Regions from separate parts of the Sus scrofa genome. Here region 1 is linked to region 2. The links are chromatin contacts, called in public HiChIP or PLAC-seq maps. All regions are on one chromosome and are shown on one strand. Each heading gives the region's core, a stretch centred on a gene start, on an enhancer-like site or on the middle of the called end of the contact. The rest is flanking DNA. Distances are from core to core; before and after follow the strand shown. Region 1 holds the start of JUNB (transcription factor jun-B). Region 2 holds the start of GADD45GIP1 (growth arrest and DNA damage-inducible proteins-interacting protein 1).

What was found. HiChIP or PLAC-seq counts read pairs in DNA pulled down with a chosen protein or histone mark.
Region 1: an H3K27ac HiChIP or PLAC-seq map of alveolar macrophages shows a contact between it and region 2. The contact joins the promoter of JUNB here to the promoter of GADD45GIP1 in region 2. A contact is called at or near these places in 2 of 5 promoter capture datasets (fetal liver and liver), 1 of 47 Hi-C or Micro-C datasets (liver) and 1 of 2 datasets of contacts at active chromatin or transcription factors (alveolar macrophages).

Annotation. Positions count from the first base shown.
Region 1 is chr2:66,216,709-66,222,365 of Sscrofa11.1, forward strand. JUNB (transcription factor jun-B) reads right to left here and starts at 2,727. Exons shown (of 1, transcript XM_005674483.3): 1 at 1-2,727.
Region 2 is chr2:66,084,271-66,090,172 of Sscrofa11.1, forward strand. GADD45GIP1 (growth arrest and DNA damage-inducible proteins-interacting protein 1) reads left to right here and starts at 3,151. Exons shown (of 2, transcript XM_003123339.4): 1 at 3,151-3,541; 2 at 4,944-5,308. The coding sequence starts at 3,192. The coding sequence ends at 5,262. RAD23A (UV excision repair protein RAD23 homolog A) reads right to left here. Exons shown (of 9, transcript XM_005652877.2): 9 at 5,819-5,902.

The sequences.
Region 1 (5,657 bases), core at 1,477-3,976, 130 kb after region 2:
GTTGTCAGAGGCTAGGGGTCATTGGGGTCAACTGCGAAGCCCCGATGAAAAAGAATTAGAAGGGTCGGGGCACCCCCTCGGAGCTGGGATGACACTAAGGGAGGGGCCCTGGCTGAAACATGGGAGGAAGGGTCTTTGAGGATCCAGGATACCTGGACTGCTAGATCTTCCATGATGGGCGCCCCCTCTCGTGAGTGACCTCTAAGTTCCAGTATACTCTCTCCCCACCCCCAAAGCCCTCCCCCAGTGATCCTCGGCTTGACCGACACCGTGAAGACTCCTGGTGCCTGGACCCAGCCTGACGGCCGGGGCGCGGTCGCCCAACCCCACTCTTCCTTAGAAACAGGCTGGGGAAAGAGCGCCGCGGCAGGAAGTGTGGCAACAGCCCCGGGGGAAGGAGCCGGGCCCTGCCTCCGTCACTCGAATCCTACGGGACCATATGCCCCGCCCTGGGTCCAGCCGGGTCCTGCGCCTCGGAAGAGGAACCTGGGCTTGCGACCCCCGAGGAAGTCAGAGCGAGCGGAACACACCCAACCGCAGAGGTCCCCAGTCATCGACCCCCACCCCTGCAGTGGTTCAGCCCTAGTGTCGTAAAGGCTAGCAATCCGGGGACGGTTCCATTAGCCGGACGGAGGGGGACGCGCCGGGGAGCGGGGCCTGGTCGCCAAGGCAACAGGCCGGAGTCCGCAGGCAGGACTGGGGGCGGGGCGGCCCCCGGAGTCTCTCTCTGACGCCCATATAAGGGCACAGGAAGGGGTGGGGTCAGCACTGTCCCGGGGCCCCCGGCCAGGAGCCGGGAGCCCGAGTATCTGCCAGGTCCCAGGGCGCGCCCGGGCCCCCAGACGGCTAGTCCCGACCAGCCCCGACCGCCGCCCCCGGGGCCCCCACGGCCTCCTGGCCCAGCCCCACCCAGCCGCTCTGGGGCCGCGTCCTGCCAGGCCCTGCCCAGCCCGACCCAGCCTGGCAGGTCCGCGCCTGCCCGCGGGCCTGGGTCGGACTTCGCCCCCGGCCCGATGGGCGCAGAAGGGGCGCGCCAATGCCTCTGGGCGACCCCGGCGCCTGGGCGGGCGGGCACGACGGCCTCCTACCTCATGCTGGGTGCCCTTACTTTCTGCCAGGAGATCTGGGGTCCTTCCCCAAATACATCCCTAGGGGCTGGGGTGCTTCCTCCTTCACTCACGTGGGTGAGAGGCCCTACTCCTATTTTAGTGTGAGGGTCTCCTCACCATCCAGAATACCCAAAGGGGGATCCACACTCCCTCATCTGAGGGCTCCCTTCCCCTGCTGACAGAGAGGACCTGAAAATCCATGAGTCGAATCTGAGGGAACCTCTCCAGAGCCTCTTCCCCAAAATGGGTGAAGGTTTAGATGCTGAGGCTTTAGTTATACTTAAGGTGGGACTTCCAGGAGGTAGGCTATGAGCCACTAGAACCAGAGATGAGCCTCTCAGTATCTGTCTCCTCTCTGTCTTGAAAGAGACATGTCTATCTTTTGGAAACATGGAAGTTTCTTTAGGGTAGACTTAGGCTGAGGGAGAGGAGATAGCCAGCCTTTGTAGGGCAGACACAGCTCACCAAGTGTGGAGGAGAGAAGGAAAACGAAAGAGGCGAAAGAGAAACTGAGCTATGTGGGGGCAGGGGGAAGTCCAGCAGAGCCGGTGGTGGTGTTGGGGAGGAAGGTCCCATGAGAAGCTGGGGGTGTCCCCATCTTTGGAGGGTCCTTGTGACCTCTGGGTACCCCCTCCCCTCCTCCTTTGCTTGAACTGCTCCCCTCCCCCTCCCCAGGCTCAAGGGAGATTCCAGTGGCCGCTGAGTCTGGCAGGCATGCTGCCAGGCCTGTGTCTCCCGCCCATGCTAATAACTGCAGCTGACATCTGGCTGGGCCCTGCGGGGGCGCAACGGGGTAGTGTTGGGGGGCTGGGCAGGTCTGGTTGGAGGGCAGCATCTCAGGAGGCTAACCTGCAGGTCCCACAGGCTAGGAGTACACAGTGAGTCATCCCTGACCAGTGCTGAAGCTGGCTGTGCCAGGGGAGCCTTGGAGAGAGGCAAGACTGGCCCATGAGCGTAGAGATGGAGGGCAAGGCCTGAGCAAGGAAAAGTGGATGTATGGGGGTGGGGGTCAGGGCAGGGAGAGATGCAAGATTAGAGTCATGCAAACTCAGAGACTCTTGAGACAGGCCAACAGACTGAGAAATAATAATTATTATTTTAATAGCTAACACTTATATGGCTCTTACCATGGGCCAGGCACTCTTCTAAGTGGTTTACATGGAATAACTCATTGCCTGTTTCCAACAATCCAGCGAAATGCATGCTCTTTGTATCCCCATTTAACAGACTAAAAAACTTAGGAACAGAAAGGTAAGGAACTTTGCCCCATGTCACATAGCTATAAGCACTGGAATTGATCTAGAACTTGAGATGTCTGACTCCAGAATTTCAGCTCTTTTTGTGTGGATAATCACAACTAGAGAGGCATTTATGCAGTGCCAGCTGTTTGTCAAGTTCTGCAGGCCCTTTCAAGAAGAGTCTCCTGGAATTCCTATAGAGACTTAGCAGAAAAGAACCCGACTAGTATCCATGAGGATGTCCAGAGTTGCCCTGTGCTGTAGCGTAGGTCGCAGAAGTGGCTCGGAGCCGGCATCGCTGTGACTGTGGTGTAGGCCGGCCGGCAGTTGTAGCTCTGATTCGACCCCTAGCCTGGGAACGTCCATATGCCACACCTGGGTCCCGAAAAAGAAAGAGAAAAAAAAAAGGTCTCCTTTATCCTTTAGACAAACAGGGTTGGGCACAGGGCAGAGGGGTGCTAGTGTGTTTGGGGGCAGGCCGGCATGTTGGAGTGGGGTCGGGTCACTCTCTGCACTCTGCACGGGTGTTTGAGCAGGGGGTGGGGATGGGCCAGTGAGGGAGGGCGGGGGCCCAGCTGAGCTGGTACAGCCGGTTCCAGGCCCCTGCCAGTCTCACCCTTGTGGCCTGGGCACCACCCCCTCACGCCGTCCCACTGGCGCCAAGGCTGGCCCAGAGAGGAGAGCCCCCTCCTCCATCAGCCCTGGGTGCCCAGACTAGCAGCTGGGGACTGCCCAGGCCCTGGGTTCCAGACCAGCATCTGCCCAAGGAGTCTGTGTCCAGGCTTCCCTCATGCCCAGGGCCCGGGGGCCTAGGGGACTGGATAAGGAGGAAGTTCTCCCACCCCCACCCACAGGTCTCTCTGGGGCTTTTGGCCTTGGCAGGAGGGACTTCTCCTTCTTATAAATAGCCTGGTGACACCCCCCCACCCCCCCCCCCACACACACAGCCGGCTCCACTGGCTGGCAGGGCCCTTAATAGAAAACTGGGCTGGGGGCTGCTGGTGAGTCAGCCAGTGGGCAGGCCAGGGCGAGAACCCGCAAGTCACAGCACCCAGACTCCCTCGTCCCTGCCCCTGGGTGTGGACAGGCAGCTGGCAGGAAAAGGCTGAGAATCACGGAGGCCCTCCCCCCAGGAACCCTGGCTTGCCAGCAGCTTCCCTACCCAATCTCTGTGGTTTGGGGGGTCCCTCACCCCTCTCCTGGAGAGGAAGCTGCTCAGTTTTCTTGGAAGCAGGAAGGAGAGGAGAGTTTGTCTCCTCAGGCTGACTCAGCTGGGCACGAGGGGAGTTTCCCACAAAGCTGTTTCTGTCACCCCCCCTCCATGCTGCTGGTGAAGTCTTGGGGGGCCTGAGCCTGGCTGAGATCCTGGGTACCTCATTTTCAGGGGATGTGCTGAGAAAATAGGCCCACACCCTATGAAAGCCTGAGGCTGTTGAACTGGGCCTCCTAGGGGAAGTGACAAACAGTGTGGGGGGTGACAATGTTGGAGAGAGGAAGCACCAGGATTTCTGGGTGGGGTTAGAGATATGGGCTGGGAAGCCCAGAGCCTCACAGCACCTAAGCAAGGTCCAAGGGCGCATGTGTGTCTGGTTGGCTGTGGGTTTGTGTGTGGCTGGCCTGTCAGGGCCTGTGATAGTGTGTGTGAGGCATCTTCTCAGGGTATGTGTCTGTTTGTTGGCCCAGCCCCACAGGGGTGTGTAGGGCCTGTCTGGTTTGGGTGGGGGTGAGGGGGGGAAGGTGTGTGTGTTTGTGTGTGTGTATGATCTATGGAATAGGTTGCATGTGGCTGGCCTAGATGCACAAGTATAGGTTGTTTTGGAGTTCATATGGCTAACCTGTTTGTGTCTGGTGTGTGTCTGTGTATGTGAGGTTTAGGGCTTGCCTGTTTGAGGTGTGTGTGTGAGTGTGGGGTCTGTGGCTGGCCCATGTGTGTCTGTGGGCTCTGTGGCTGGGGTGTGTGTGTGTGGTGTACACACATGCATGCATGCCAGCAGGTTCTGTTAGGGTGTCTCTGTCCAATGTGTTTATGAATGTCCGACTGTGGCCTGTCCATGCTTCTCTGTGCTGGGTGTGACTGTCTGGCTAGACCATGTCTGTGAATATGTCTGTTTGCTTACATCTGCCTGATCTGCCAAAGGGTCTGATGTGTGTGTTATCGGTGAGGTAGTGTGTATTCGTAAGGCTGAGCCTTGGTGTCCCTCAAAACATTTCCTTTTTTTTTTTTTTTTTTTTTTGTCTTTTGTATTTTTAGGGCTGCACCCGCGGCATATAGAGGTTCCCAGGCTAGGGATCAGAGTTACAGCTGACAGCCTATGCCAGAGCCACAGCAACACCGGATCCGAGCCATGTCTGTGCTCTACACTATAGCTCATGGCATGCCAGATCCTTAACACACTGAGAAAGGCCAGGGATCGAACCCATAACCTCATGGTTCCTAGTCAGATTTGCTTCCACTGCGCCACAACAGAACTCCACTCAGAGCATTTCTGAGTGTGTATGCAACTTGGCGTCAGGGAGGGTGGGTTGTCTGTCATGGTGTATGTATCCTTCCATCCTTCTCTCCATAGGTTGATGTTCGTCTCTCTTGCCTCCGCATATCTTCTTGAGTTGGTCATCTTGCTAGTGTGTTTACGTGTGTGGGTCTGGTTCCAACAGTGTTCTTTTTTTGTCTTTTTGCCTTTTCTAGGGCGGCTTCCTGCAGCATATGGAGGTTCCCAGACTAGGGGTCTAATCGGAGCTGTAGCCACAGGCCTTCTCCACAGCCACAGCAATGCGGGATCTGAGCCGCCTCTTCGACCTATACCACAGCTCATGGCAACGCTGGATCCTTAAACCACCGAGCAAGGCCAGGGATCGAACCTGCAACCTCATGGTTCCTAGTCGGATTCATTAACCACTGAGCCACGATGGGAACTCCTCCAACAGTGTTCTGAACACCTCTGGTACAATTCTCCAGGCACTTGTGCTGAAAGTGACTGTCCCTTCTCTCTGAGTCTATCAACATGCATGTGTTGCCTGCCTGCACTTGACGCAGAGTTCTCAGTGTGTCTGTCCTGCCTGTGTGTTTCTGGCCTGTCACATTTGTCTTGGAGTGCCTGGGACCATGCCACCCTCTGCCAGGTTGTCTGCTTCCCACCTGAATGTCCATGTCTTTCTGTGTTAGTTTTTGTCAGTGTGTCCATCTTGCCTGTGTGCCAAGTCCATTTAACTGTGTCACACACTCTCTCCCTTCTTTTATGCTTCTGGCCTGTCGGTGTCGTGTGTTTGGTGGCATTTTAGTCTTGCTTGAGTCTGCCCTGTCACTGTTTGT
Region 2 (5,902 bases), core at 1,901-4,400:
GGCAACTTGGGATCATTTAACCTGATGTGCCAGGCCGGGAATTGAACATGCATGCACCTCTGCAGTGACCTGAGCTGCTACTGTTGGATTCTTAACCCACTGCACCACAGCACCACAGCAGGAACTCCAGAAATTGACTTCTCTCGTTCTCACTGTAATCCTTTTTGTTGCTTGAATTTTCATTTTTAAAATTGTGAAATATAATAAATCTACAGGAAAGCATGCAACCCACACATATACGGTTATATACAACTGAAAGAATAATTATAACTCAGGCATCATGAAGCCCAGATCAAAACTAACACTGAATATAATTCACTTAGATAAAAGCAAACAGAATGGGAATGCCCAGCTCAGTGACCTGTTACAAAGCAAACCCCTCCCACCCCACCCCCACCCCCTGCCATGTGACCACAACCCAGATGTCTCCTCATTGCCATCAGAGGCATCCCATCCTGACTTCCAGAAGAATCATTGCCTGCCTTTCCTTTCTCTTTTATCCCTTAAGGTGCACATTCATAATGACCAGGATTTTCAACTTTATATAAAAAGGATGATTTGTGTAAACTTTACACAATGAAAAACTTTTTTTTTTTCTTTTTTTTTTTTTTAGGGTCGTACCCATGGCATATGAAGGTTCCCAGGCTAGGGGTCAAATCGGAGCTATAGCTGCCAGCTTACACCACAGCCCCAGCAACGCAGGATCCAAGCTACATCTGCGACCTACACCACAGCTCACAGCAATGCTGGATCTTTAACCCACTGAGCAAGGTCAGGGATCGAACCTGTGTCCTCATGGATACTAGTCGGGTTCGTTTCCATTGAGCCACAACGTGGACTCCTGAAAAGCATTCTTTTATGAAAAAGAATCATTTGGGGCCTGCTTCCTTTGTTGCATAGGTGTCTATGAGAATTATCCACATTGCTGTAAACAGTGGCAAATGCTCATGGATTCCTGTGTGGTAGTCTGTTAGCTGAAACATCAAATTTTAGGTATCCATTCTACTGCAGATGGACTCAGGTCTGGACTGTTTCTAGCTTGAGATTAATATATATGAGATATATGGTACTGCCATGAAGTATGGAAACTCTTATCCAGGCTTCCTGGCTCACTAAGCAAACTGCAAAAAAAAAATTGGGGGGTGATAAAATATACACCTAACATAAAATTTACTATTTTAACCATCTCTCGGGGTACTGTTCAGTGGTATTAAACACATTCACAATGTTGTGCAACCATCATCACCGTCCATCTCCAGAACTTATTCATCATCCCAAACAGAAACTCTGGGAGGTCCTGTTGTGGCTCAGTGGTAATGAAGATGTGGGTTTGATTCCTGGCCTTGCTCAGTGGGTTAAGGATCCGGTGTTGCCATGAGATGTGGTGTAGGTCACAGATGCAGCTCAGATCCTACGTTGCTGTGGCTGTGGTGTAGGCCGGCAGCTGTAGCTCTGATACCCCTAGCCTGCCGTGCGTGCAGCCCTAAAAAGCAAAAAATAAAAAAATTAAGAAATTAAAAATAGAAATTAAGAGATCCTTCTGTGGCACAGTGCATTACAAATCCGACTGCAGAAGCTCAGGTCTCTGTGGAGGTGAGGGTTCGATCCCCTACCTGGAGCAGTGACTTAACAGATCTGGTGCTGCCACAGCTGTAGCATGAATTCAATCCCTGGTCCAAGAATTTTCATATGCTTCAGGTGTGGCCATAAGATTTTAAAAAACAGTATTTAATTTCTGCACCACAATCACTTTAAACATTTTAAAATACAAAAAAATTAAATTAGGAGTTCCCTGGTGGCCTAGCAGGCTAAGGATCTGGCATTGTCACTGCTGTGCCACATGTTCAATCCCTGGCCCAGGAAATTCTACATGCCGAAAGTGAGGCTAAAAAAAAAAAAATTAAAAGGCATAAAGTAAATATTTACACTAGAATTTATCTGGGCTTTTGTTTTTTTGTTTTGGCTGTGACTGTGGCATGCGGAAGTTCCCAGCAGGGATGGAACCTGGGTCACAGGAGCAACCAAGCCTCTGCAGTGATAACACTGGATCCTTAACACATTGCACCACAAGGGAACTCTATACAATAGAACTCAAGCTTTCTACATAACTATCTTAAATGATAGTTACATACAAATTTAAATAAATGTTTTAAATAGAAATGTAAATATTTAAAATGTTAAATAAAGCTTTACATAATTATTCAAAATTAAAATTCTGGGGAGTTCCCTTAGTGGCTAAGCCCTTAACGAACCCGACTAGAATCCATGAGGATGCGGGTTCAGTCCCTGGCCTTGCTCAGCGGGTTAAAGATTTGGTTGTGGCATGAGCTGTGGTGTAGGTCGAAGATGCAGCTCAGATCCCGGATCCTGCATTGCTGTGGCTGTGGTGTAGGTGGGTGGCTACAGCTCCGATTGGACCCCTAGTCTGGGAACCTCCACATGCCATGGGTGCGGCCCTTAAAAAAAGATTTAAAAATAAATAAATAAATATTTAATATAAGCAATATTTAAATAAGTATTTATGTACAACTTAAACACTTTAACCTTTTTTTTTTTTTTTTTTTTTTTTTTTGTCTTTTTAGGGCCGCCCTTGCGGCATATGGAGGTTCTCAGGCTAGGGGTCTAATCAGAGCTGCAGCCGCTGGCCTATGCCAGAGCCACAGCAACACCAGATCAGAGCCGGGTCTGCATCCTACACCACAGCTCAAGGCAATGCCGGATCCTTAGCCCACTGAGCAAGGCCAGGGATAGAACCCCCAACCTCATGGTTCCTAGTTGGATTCGTTTCCGCTGCGCCACGATGGGAACTCCCTAAACACTTTAACTCGATTTCAAGCATTTAAATTAAATATAAGTAAGTAGATTGATCTTAAATTGAAATATGTGAATTTTTAAATAGATATTTAAACAATTGTTTAAATTTTAAACATTTAAAGTTTAATATAAAAATTAAATGCTATTTTTAAAATATAAAATTAAAATTTAATAATTTTAATAAATTAACAAATAAATAATTAATGTAAAATTATACTTAAAGATGTGTAAAAATAATTACACCTCTTCTCTCCTGCTCCCTGCCCGGAACTGAGGCATCAGCGAACCTCTTCTCCTCCTCCTGGCCCGCAGAGGACTTCACGCGCAGGCAGCGCCTTAGCCAGCCCGGCCAGCTCCTAGGACCCCGCACGGCCAAGATGGCTGCGCCCGTGCAGCAGGCGCGCACTTTGCTCCGCCTGGTAACGACCCTGGGCCAGGGCTCTCGAGGCTACCGGGCACGGCCGCCCCCGCGCCGTTCGCAGGAGCCCAGGTGGCCCGACCCGGATGACCCGCTTACCCCGCGCTGGCAGCTGAGTCCGCGCTACGCGGCTAAGCAGTTCGCGCGGCATGGCGCCGCCTCCGGAGTGGCCGCCGGTTCTCTGTGGCCGTCGCAGGAACAGCTGCGCGAGCTGGAGGCTGAGGAGCGCGAATGGTACCCGAGCCTGGCAGCCATGCAGGAATCGCTGCGGGTGCAGCAGCTGGCAGAAGAGCAGAAGCGTCAAGCCAGGTGCGTGCGTGCGGTCTGGCGCGGTGCTTCGGTCGGTGGGTGAACTCTGCTCCAAACAGTGCTTACTCCCCTGGGCGCTTACCGCGGGGTTTAAATGCAGTATTTACGTGCATGCTCACCTAGTTACAAAACAGACTTCTGAACAGTTCATTTAGTCATTCATCAGCAAGTCTTTATGGAGCGCCTATTGTGTGCAAGGCCTAATCCTGGGTCCTGAGGACACAGCAGGGAACAAAACAAAGATGATATCTGTTGAGAGCCATTAGGAAGATAAAATTGGTTGGAGAACTGCACACCTTAGGGTGACTTAGGTTTGGTAGGCCTGAGGAGTTGATGTTTAAATGTTTAAGCAGGAGCTGCCGCTGTGGTGCAATGGGATCAGCAACCTCTTGGGAGGGCTGAGACACGGGTTCAGTCCCCGGCCCAGCACAGTCGGTTAAGGATCCGGTTTTGCCGCAGGGCGGCCAAAATAAAAAAGTTTAAGTAGAGACCTGAAAGAGCAGACATAATCAAGGGAAGATCTTAGGGAGAGTGTTCTGGGTAGAGGGAATATCTGGTGCAAAGGCCCTGAGGCAGGAATGTGCTTTAAGGAACAGTGTGGCTGGGGAAGAGGGGGAGGTGATGGGTATGGAATCAAGGGCAGAGACCAGACGTGGGAGTCAGGTGGAGGCAAGACCAGGGACTTTGGGATGGCACCACTTACTAGAGGGAAGGGGCACCCAAAGGCAGGCAAGTGTGTTCCTGGTGTTTATTGTTCTTGTCCTCACAACTGCTCTAAGAGGGACTCATCCTTATTTTAGAGATGCAGAAACTGAGGCCTGGGAAGGTGAATTCTCTTGTCCAGTCACCCAGGCAGTGAACAGTAGAATTAGGCTGTGAACCTGACTCTGATAACTCCAGTTATCCTAGCTGGAGCTCCTAATTCTTAAAATGGGACACTGACTGACACCCATAAACTCATAGGATGGGAGGAAAAGGTCCAATCCATTTCTTGCCTTCATGTATGTCTGTGCCTAGAACTGGGCCTGGCGAACAGCAGATGCTCAGTGATGTCTGTAGGATGAAGGCGTGAGCTGCACCTAACCTGTGGCACTCACATGGCTCAGTAGACAGCTCAGGGAAGTGTTGGGCTGACTTGGGGTCTGCTTCTGGGGGTTATTGGGGCTTGGTTCTCACATGCTGAAGGCCACATACAAGTTTCTCTCTTCTGCCTCTCTTCACTTGTCAAGGGCTTTTTTTTGACAGCTTAAATGGCCACCACAAGTCTTCCCGGTCCATCTGGCGACATGGGGAGTTGGGAGAGGCAGGATATGGGCAAAGGCTTGGGACCTAGGTAGCGTTGGATGGGTATTGTTCTGGCTGAGTGTGGCTCCCCTCACTGACCACCCTCCTTCCCCTGCAGGGAGCAGCTCATTGAAGAGTGCATGGCTAAGATGCCACAGATGATTGAGAACTGGAGGCAGCAGCAGCAAGAGCGAAGGGAGAAGGAGCAAGCAGACAAGGATCGGAGGGCCCGGCTGCAGGCTGAGGCCCAGGAGCGCCTGGGATACCACGTGGACCCAAGGAGTGCTCGCTTCCAGGAGCTGCTGCAGGACATGGAGAAGCAGCATCGCAAGCGCCTCAAGGAGGAGAAACAAAGAAAGAAGAAGGAGGCGCGAGCTGCTGCAATGGCCGCGGCTGCAGCCCAGGACCCAGCAGACTCTGAAACACCCAGCTCCTAAACTATTTTCCCAATAAAACTTGCTGCCTAATAGCCCCACCCCTGGAGAGCTCTACATCCTCTTATCACACCCCTCACTGGGCACCCTCGTTCTTTCCCCAACATTTGGAGCCAGGGATCCCCACCTTCCCTGGCTCTGATTACTCAGGGACTCTAGGCCATGCCCATTAACTCTGGGGCTTCAGGGGGAAGAGTAAGAGGGATGCAGTGGAGAAATAATGGAGAAGCAGATGGCAGAGGAGAAGAAGGCTTCTGTTTACCAACATTAATCTCCAGTAATTAGCCAATTATCAGGGGGGAAGTATAGCCAAAACAGACTGTAGTGATGATGGTGGGGGGCAGGGAGAAGCAGCCCTTGCAAGGCTGAGCCAGGGCTGGGCCCTACACTCTGGGAATGAGACAGTTTGGAAGGAGGGGAAGTGGGGACACTGGGAGCCACCCTGAGGCTGACAGACCCCTTTGCCCCCTCACAACATTCCTGAATCTCCTGTGCCCAACTAGCTCCCAGATCCAGACAAGCTGGAGTGGGAAGTCCCAGCAGGCACAAACCACAGTACTAGCTTTTAAAACTTTATTCACTTCAAAACCTTTATCAGAGACACGGTTCTGTTCTGGGGTAGGGGGTGGGGGTGGTCTTGACC